Linked DNA regions of Mus musculus: regions 1 and 2 are each linked to region 3. Evidence: chromatin contacts called from public HiChIP or PLAC-seq and promoter capture Hi-C data. All regions are on one chromosome and are shown on one strand. Each heading gives the region's core, a stretch centred on a gene start, on an enhancer-like site or on the middle of the called end of the contact. The rest is flanking DNA. Distances are from core to core; before and after follow the strand shown. Region 1 holds the start of Scamp4 (secretory carrier membrane protein 4). Region 2 holds the start of Nfic (nuclear factor I/C). Region 3 holds the start of Thop1 (thimet oligopeptidase 1).

Region 1 (2,700 bases), core at 71-2,570, 470 kb before region 3:
TCTTCCCAAGACCCTTGGTTCACATGGCTTCCTAGAAGCCAGACACTGTACCTAAGGGTTCTAGCTTCGTTTTTTTGTTTGTTTTTCGAGACAGGGTTTCTCTGTATAGCCCTGGCTGTCCTGGAACTCACTCTATAGACCAGGCTGGCCTCGAACTCAGAAATCTGCCTGCCTCTGCCTTCCAAGTGCTGGGATTAAAGGCGTGGACCACCACCACCCGGCTTGGGTTCTAGCTTTGTAATGCTGGTCATATCCACACTAATCTCCCACTTATCTGTCTTGCAAGCAGCCATACACCAAACTCATGGGACCTACTCTGCTCTGATAAGCTGGTCACAAGGCATTCCTTATTCCAGAAAGATTGTGTTTGGCAGACAGGCCTAGAAGATTGCAAACAGGTTGATCCTGGAGCCAACCCCAGGCTCTCTGGTGCCACTTTCTACCTTCCTGCTGGTCAGGGCTCAGCCAGGCAATCTGCTGTTTATGTCCTAAGCCACAGAGGAAGAAGGACCCTGGGAGAGACTCAGGGACTCTGGCCTGGGAATGACATGTTGGGCAGATAAAGCTACACTGTGAAACTCTTTATCTAAAACAATAATTAACTAAAAGGTATTAATGTTAGGTCATCTCTCCTGCCTCTATTACTTGTTCATTTATTTTCTTCATCTTTTGTTTTTGTTTTTTAAAGACAGGATCTGTCCTGGAACTCCCAGTGATTTGCCTGCCTCTGCCTCCCAAGTGCTGGGGTTAAAGGCCCTCGCCCCAACCATCTTGAACTTTTGTTCTCTTGTATCCACCCCCAGAGTGCAGGCATGACCAGCTTGTGCCATGAGGAATGCTATGTATGGAATCCAGGTTCTCCTGGGTGCTAGGAAAACACTCCATGAACAGCCCCAGCCCCAGACTTATTCAGAAGTTCACATATCTGTTTCACCCATGTACAGATGAGGAGAATGAGGGCCTGAGTGGACCTAAAACTTCAGACTACAGTCACTTTCCAAGCAGTAAAAGTGATTGTTCACCAGCAACATGGGACTTTACAGAAGTATGATGGCAGATGCTCTTTGAGTGACTAATGGCCATAGAGTCTCCTTCTGCCTCAAGTCTTCTCTCTGCTGATGTCTCAAAGTGTCACAAAGGGGCCGAGTTCAGTGCCATCCCAGGATCTCAAACCACAGTATTCTACTCGCTGCAGCACACATAAGAAAACCCCCTAGACTCAGCAAGGCCTTGTGAAGCAGCCACGCGCACGGCCTTAAGGGAAATGTAGTCGCATCGCGCAGGCCCCGCCCATGGAACTACGCTCCCGTGGTGCCCCGCGGTGGCAGGCGTGGCGGCCCGGTTGCTAGGACTTGGATAAGCGTGGCGTTCGCTCGGGTGTCCCTCAGGTGAGCAGCCGCCGTAGGGGTTCGGCTTTCGCCGTTCCGAATCCGCCATGGGGCACCGGAGATGGTGACAAGGCAAGGGCGGTGGACAGGGAAAGAAGGCCTTATCGGGACAGACCGCGTAGCCTGAGAGGGTTGTGCGCGTCCCGGGAGGCGGTGGGAGTACGCGTGCGCGAGTAGTCAACGCTAGTACGCGTGTGCACAGGGCTTTTCGCCCACCGCGCCCTATGCCGTTGGTTTGCGGCGCACGCGTGTACCCTACTTCTGATTCCGGAAACCCTGTGATTTCCAGCTGCTTCCGGTTGTATGTTCCGGGTCATCACAGTCCCCTGCCTCAGGGTTATCTTATCCACCATCCTTACAGCAGGTGTGCAGTTTCCCTTTAAGCTCTTGTACCCTATGGGGTTTCTTGGGGTATCTTGGTGGTACCAGGGATCGAATCCTGGACTTTGGTTATATTAGACTGGCACTGGACTACTGATCCCCTTCCCCTCCCTTCAGAAGTGGATTCCAGGAGCTTTCGCTAATCTTTGTACCCAGCCCTTAAATGGATGATTCCAGGCAGGGACTCTACCCCTGCGCCACACCCCATCCCCTCACAAGGGGCCCTAACCTAAGCTTCAGTCCCTCACTGGTGGACATAGGTAGGCTCAGCACTGCTGAGCTCTACCCCGAGCCCACTTCATTTTTTTTATTTTGGAAGTTTCCTGTACCGCTGAAGCTGGCCCCGAACTCCCATCTAGTGGCTTATTGAGTGACTTGTATTTCAGGCCTGAGCTTCCAGACCTGATCCTTGTAGTCTGTCCAGCCACGGTCCCATTCTTTTGGACCCTATACCCAGGACCCAAGGCCCATTGTTTGCCTGCAGTTGTTGAATGCAGAGGGCGTGTGGTTCCTCAGAGGTGGGAAGTGTCTGCTGGACCGCAGGTCCTTGTCTGTGGTACAAGGAGCCCCTTTCAAACCTGTTCCCATGCTGGTGTACAGTGGGCACCTGTCACCTAAAACAAGGGAATAACAGGCCACAATTGCAATGAACATGAAGGGCCCCTTTGGCCAAGCATTGGCTACCATCCTATAGCTATTAAACTCCTCTCCAGAGGCCCATAAGCCCAGGCTGTCATCTGTCCCCAAGGCATCCATCTTTCTGTGTCCCTTGTTGTCTAGTCTTGAGGGGACAAACAAAGCTGTGTCTTCTGCCCTGGAGACAGTGGCGCTTTGTAGCCCAGTCAGGCGCTGTGCGTTGTAGGCGTGGTGTATGCCCTGGGGAAGCCAGATGTCACCACGCCCTTCATGGGCTCTGCCTGCCATGGGGCCT
Region 2 (2,827 bases), core at 47-2,546, 360 kb after region 3:
GGCAAAAACAACCATGGCCCTCACAAAGTTCTCCTCAGGACATCAGACAACTGCAATTCCCAGAACCAACACAGTCTGGAGACCACTATGTCTCACTCTCTTTCAGGGGAAACTGAGGCAGACACAGCAAAAAAAAAAAAAAAAAAATCACAAGAGGCTGTGGAGTTGGAAAAGACAGGCTTATGATTCCAGGGGGCAGACACAGCTGGGGGGCTCCTTGAAGGGGGGTCCCCTGGAGGGATGGATGCACCCCTCCCCACTCTCCCTCAGATGCTGGAACCCAGCCAGAGGGGCACAGCAGGGCAGGTGCTGGATTGGCCACCTAGTACGCAGTGTCCGCCAGTCCCCTGCCGCCGCCGCGGCCTCCTCCTCCTCCTCCTCCTCCTCCTCCTCCTCCTCCTCCTCCTCCTCCTCCTCCTCCTCCTCCAGCCCTGGCCTCTGCTCCTCCCGCCAGCCGCCTGGCAGCGCCTGCTCGGCTCAATAATTCAAGAATCAATGCGGAGCTGGGGGGGAGCTGAGCCAGGGAAGGGGGGGGACCCGCGATGGACACCCGCAAGACTGCCCCTCCCCCCGCGCGCCAACTTCGCGCGCCCCTCCCCCTTCGCGCGCACACGTGGGCCTGAAATGGAGGGGGACACTGCCAGCTGGAGGGGGGGGCGGCCACCTGGGAAACCAAGAACTCGCGAACAAATAGTCTAGGGGTCCCTTTACCGCACAGCTAGGGAGACCTACAGTGCAGCAGGGAACCCCAAGATCAGTCCTACGGGCGGGTGGGGAGCGTTCTACGTGCGGGTGGGGTGCTTCCTGCGGACACCTACTCTCTTCTCCATCTGGAGGGGACCCAGACTTCCTGGGTGCAAAGGGTGAGGGCTGTGGGGAGGACGCCAGCCCCCCCCCCCATCCAGCCAAGACGAGAGAGAGTTCCAAAAACAGCCGATTTAGATCAAAGTGGGGGCCCAGAAAATGGGGTTCCAAGTGTGCAATCAAGCTTAACGAGGATGGAATCCCCAATCTCAAGAGTTGCCCGCACCCCAGGTCCATGCCAGGAACACCCTGGCCTGGAAGAGGGTGGGTAGAGAGGACGCGCGCGCTTTTTTTTTCCCACCCCCGCTGCGGAGGGGAGGTTCCAGACTGCAAGAATGCGGTTCCAGGTGGAGCCGGGGTGCGGGCCGGGGCCAGGCCGGGAGCGGGGTGCGTACCTGGGTCAGGCAGAGCGGGGAGGAATACATCCCGGGGCGCTGGCACCGGAGGCGCAGAGGCCGAGCGGCCGCCGAACTTACTGAGTCATTTTTGCAGCCGCCCTCCCGCTCCTCCCTCCGCCGTCCTCCCCGCCCCGCGCCGCCTCTCGCCCGCCCCCGCTCCCTCCCTGCCGCCCGCATCCAACTTTCAAAGAAATCGCCGACAGCAAACAAGCAAGCAAACAAACAAACAAACTATGTCTCTACACGCGGACCCCCTAGTCCCCTCCCTCTAGAGCTATCCATTTGTAGAGGAGGACACAGCGATCAGGTCCACGAGATGGGGCTGAGCCCTTAGCTGCCCCCCACATCCCACCTGAGTCCCTGCAGCAGCCTGCCTCTGCCCCCAACTGTACCCCAAACTCCATCTGTCCCCTCACCTGTGCCCTCAAAGTGGCCACTGCCAGTAGGGTAGAGGGGGACCAGTGTGGGAGGCTTTCCCTTAAAAAGCCAATAAGTGGTCTAGCAGCAGGTATGGGGTCCCTGGGAAGGGTGCGGTGCAGGACTCAAGGCCAGGCCAGGCTCTGACACTACTGTGTGATAAAGAGCAGAGTGGGGTGATCCAGGCCAACCAGGTCCCCAAGTTTAGATCAGTGTCCAGGCTGCCCATTTCATATTTGGGGAATCTGAGGCACAGGGAAATCTCACTCCAACTAACTTCATTTTTCTTCTCTTTTCTTCCCTTCCTTCCTTTCTTTTAATTATTACTATTTTTGAGCCAGAGTCTCATGTTGCCCAGGTTGGCCTTGAACTCACTATGTAGCTAAAGATGACCTTGAACTCTGGATCCTCCTACTTCAGCCTCCTGGGAAGACAGGTATGCTGGGCCTTGCCCAGCTGGAGATCACCTTTCTGAAGGCAGCGTCTGAAGAAGCCTGCACACCCCCACCCCGGCCACCAGTGTCCACTCACAAGTCTAGGCCTTTTTCAATTATTTCTCTCCCAGGGACCCAAGGACATGGGATGTGAGGGCTGGGGGGAGAGTGTGCTACAGAGCAGTAAGATGCTTTAATCCGTTATCACTGTAATTCCAGTGAAGCCAAGGCCCAGAGAAGGAAACCACTGGTTGGGGTGTCGGGTCCCAGGTGCCTGCCTGGCACACCGGCCACCTGGTCCATACCCCAGGAGATGCCTGTGAGTGACACTATTAGGAGTACCCACGGATACTGACCAAACCACCTGTCAGATTGGATGCGCGCCCTTGGGATGTCCAGGACACCAGGGCCCACACCTGTCATCCCAGCAGGGATGAAGAGGCAGGAGTGTCAGAAGCCAAAGGCCAGCCTGGGCTACATGAGCCCATACTGATCACCTCCCTATATTAGGGACAGCACACAGCAGGTTCAATGCATGCATAGTGTGCATGTGTGGCTCTGTCCCAGCCAATAAACATCATTCTCCCTGAACCTCAGTTTCCCCGTGGGTGTCTAATGTTCTGGGTTGTGGAGATGCAAGCAGACACCAGCACCGAGGTGACCATGTGCCAAGGGTGCATCGGGAGGCTCAGGAGGACACTAGACTTGTACCTCAGCTGCATATGACCCATTTGTTAAAAAAATAAAAAGTCAGGGTGCTGGAGAGACAGCTCA
Region 3 (3,011 bases), core at 48-2,547:
TGAATCTTCCCTCTTCTCCTGGGAGTAAAACATTAGGGAATTAGACAAAGGGCGGGGCTTACATAGAATTTCTTAGGAGGCAGGGCTTTTCAGGGCAGAGATTTCCAGATTAACGATTGGTGGAATTTCAAGTCCTGAGCTTGAGGAGCTCAGGGATTGGTGGGTTTTCCTGTTCGGGGATTGGTGACTTTTTTCCCCCTCACCCTCTTTACCCTGCATCAGGCCCATGGGTTAGTGTGAAAGTCCTTCCAGGCCACAGCCAACTTTTGCTGAGGCGCCATCTCTGTGAGGCTGCTCAAGGAGGCTGGAGATGAGGTCCTATCACTGTGGGACAGTTCCTGTAGGACAGCTCCTGCAGGGGTGTTCTTGAGGGGCAACCTCTGTTGTGTTGGGAAAGGTGATACACTACTGTAGACAGTTCTTGTGACAGCTCCAGGCTGAGGAGATGTCATGGTGCCAACATTTTAACAGGAGCCGCCAACAGCTCCTAGGAGGCATCTTAACGTGCCACAGGCTGGTGCAGGAAGGAGGGGCCAGCCCTGGCTTTTGCAGTACACCGATTATCAACTACACTTGACCACAGAGCCATCTCTCATGTTTTTTCAGACAAGGTATATAGTCCAGGCTACTCCTGCAGGTTGCAGGTTGGGTCAGTTTTGTTTTACTTGGACTGAAATTGCAGGTATAAGTCAGCACACTCAGCTTACAAAAACAAAACAAACAAGCAAAAACCCGTGGCGGTTCTCACTTGCATTCCCAGAACCCAGGAAGCTGGGGCAGGAGGATTGCTACGAATTTGAGGCCTGTCAGCAAATTCAGACCAGCCTGGGCTACATGAAACTTTGTGTCAAAAAAAGGAAGGAAAGAAGGAAGAGAAGGTTGGAGGGAGGGAGAGAGAGAGAGAGAGAGAGAGAGGGAGGGAAGCCAGGCATGCTGGAGCACTCTGGTCATCTCAGAACTCAGAAGGTGGAGTCATGAGGAACTGGCTGAAGAACAAAAAGAAATGAATTGAACGAACAGACCAAGCACAAACGCACACAGCCTGTATAGAGTGAAATCCTCACAGAAAAGGCAAGGCAGAGAGGGTGTTAGGTTTCCATGGAAACAGCATCCTGGCGTTCCGAGGGTGCGTAAGGCTCCGCCTCACTCACCTATGACAGCCAATTGCGGGCTCCACTGTGTTCAGCGCATGCGCAAAATCGCACCACTGACAGGGCAAGCTCGGGATAATGTGGGCGGAACCGCGATGCACCGGCGCCAGACTGGTTGTTCCTGCGCATGCACACTCGCGTTGACCAGCTGCCTTCGCGCGCACGCGCCTTCCTAGCGTGCTCGGAGCTCGCGGGCGGCGGGCGCCTCAGTCTGAGAGCCACAGCAGAGGAACTGGCTCAGGTGAGGCGAGCTCCGAGGAGATCCGGACCGCACAGGCGTGAGGACCAGAGGAGGGCCGTCGCCGCCTCGCGCGCAGCCGACCGCCATGAAGCCCCCCGCAGGTACCGGTCGCCCCTCGCCCAGGCCCTCCCTTTCTCTCCTCCTTCGGGCAGATGGAACCTTTGGGATTCCCGACCCTGACCCCTTCGTCTGCAAAATGAATGAACTAACTTTCCCATGACTTCAACCTCTTGATAAACTGAATTTTAAAAGAATACTTTTCTCATGCTCCCTGCTATTCTAACTAGGGTAAGATGGACTGCCAACGGGGCGATGAGCAAAACCCACACATGGTGTAAAAGGCTCTAGTTCCTGGAAGGCTGCTGGAGACGGTGGCCTGGGAACCTCGGTGCCAGGACAGTGTGCTATCTAGCATCTAGAGAGGACCTAGTAATACTTCCAACTAGGTTCTTTTGTATTTTTAGGATTTGTTATTTTTAACTATTGTTTGTACGTCTGTGTGTGAGTACCTGCACATGTGTGTAGTATTCATGATGGCTAGAAAAATGTGGCCCATCCTCTGCTCCTGGAGTCAGTTACAGGTGGTTGAGAGCTAGCTGCCTTTCAGGGGTGCTGGGAACCAAACGCAGCAAGCACGCTTGATCACAGAGCTCCCTCTCCAGCCTCTTGAGTCAGCAACACAGGGGCTTAGGCTATGGTCACCCCACTTTGGCAGGGCTGGTTGGGAGACCCATCTTTCTCTTGCCAGGTCTGCTGTGTATGTGTGTGGGGCATCCCATATGGTGGAGCTACCAGGCAGGGATTCCCGTCAGTTGTAGACATGACTGTGACCCAAAAAGATGAAGACTTGTTTGGATTTTTTTTTAAACATTATTTAGTGTGCTTGTGGAGGTCAGAGGACAGCTTGCGGGAATCAGTTCTCTCCTTCCACCTAGTCAGTTGTGGGGATTGAACCTAGATCGTCTGCGTTGGCAGCAATCACCTCCAGCTGCTTAGTCATCTTGGGTCCCCTGGACTTGCTTAATCCAGAGAAGGAAACAGAGCCAGTGCCAGCCTCTCTTCCCAAGTGTGGGAGACCGAGACTAGGAGGATCCCACCTCCAGAAATTGCAAGGGTAGCCTGGACAATCTGGCAAGATCCTATCTTAACCCATGAACAGAGGACTAGGGAAACAGCCCAAAGGGCCCTGTGTGTGACCTTCCTGTATCTGAGAGCGGCCTTGGGGGGGGGGGGTGGCGTCTGGAGCTCACACCCATACATTTTCTCATGCCTGCAGATAATCCCCCCAGTCATGATCAGGATCATGGGAACAGGAATAATTGGAATTACTTGCACCTCAGGAACTTGAGGTGCCCTGAAATGGAGGCAGTAATCCAGATGTTTGCAGAAAGATGCTGCAATCCTAGTTCTCCAGATCTTTGCACTCTGTGTTCTCATGGCTGGCTCTGCCCCTACTTGTAATACAAAGCCCTTCGTTTCGCATGTGCGCGTGTCTGTGTGGGGAGGGGGTATCTTCCTCAGTGGCTGCCCATCCTCCTTATTTTTGCTTTTCTCTGTGTAGCCCTGGCTGTCCTGGAGCTCACTCTGCAGACCAGGCTGGCCTTGAACTCACAGAGATT

What was found. Promoter capture Hi-C pulls out the DNA fragments that hold promoters and counts their contacts. HiChIP or PLAC-seq counts read pairs in DNA pulled down with a chosen protein or histone mark.
Region 1: a contact with region 3 is called in a promoter capture Hi-C map of embryonic stem cells, with 2.0 times the contacts expected there. The contact joins the promoter of Scamp4 here to the promoter of Thop1 in region 3. A contact is called at or near these places in 3 of 39 promoter capture datasets (embryonic stem cells, frontonasal cranial neural crest and pre-B cells) and 2 of 9 other capture datasets (adipose tissue and macrophages).
Region 2: a FOXA1 HiChIP or PLAC-seq map of pancreatic cancer cells shows a contact between it and region 3. The contact joins the promoter of Nfic here to the promoter of Thop1 in region 3. A contact is called at or near these places in 1 of 484 Hi-C or Micro-C datasets (myocytes) and 1 of 115 datasets of contacts at active chromatin or transcription factors (pancreatic cancer cells).

What each region holds. Positions count from the first base shown.
Region 1 is chr10:80,601,562-80,604,261 of GRCm38.p6, forward strand. Scamp4 (secretory carrier membrane protein 4) reads left to right here and starts at 1,321. Exons shown (of 7, transcript NM_019575.4): 1 at 1,321-1,388. Adat3 (adenosine deaminase, tRNA-specific 3) reads left to right here and starts at 1,319. Exons shown (of 2, transcript NM_001100606.1): 1 at 1,319-1,388.
Region 2 is chr10:81,425,877-81,428,703 of GRCm38.p6, forward strand. Nfic (nuclear factor I/C) reads right to left here and starts at 1,297. Exons shown (of 10, transcript NM_008688.3): 1 at 1,200-1,297. The coding sequence starts at 1,229.
Region 3 is chr10:81,068,786-81,071,796 of GRCm38.p6, forward strand. Thop1 (thimet oligopeptidase 1) reads left to right here and starts at 1,298. Exons shown (of 13, transcript NM_022653.4): 1 at 1,298-1,493. The coding sequence starts at 1,478.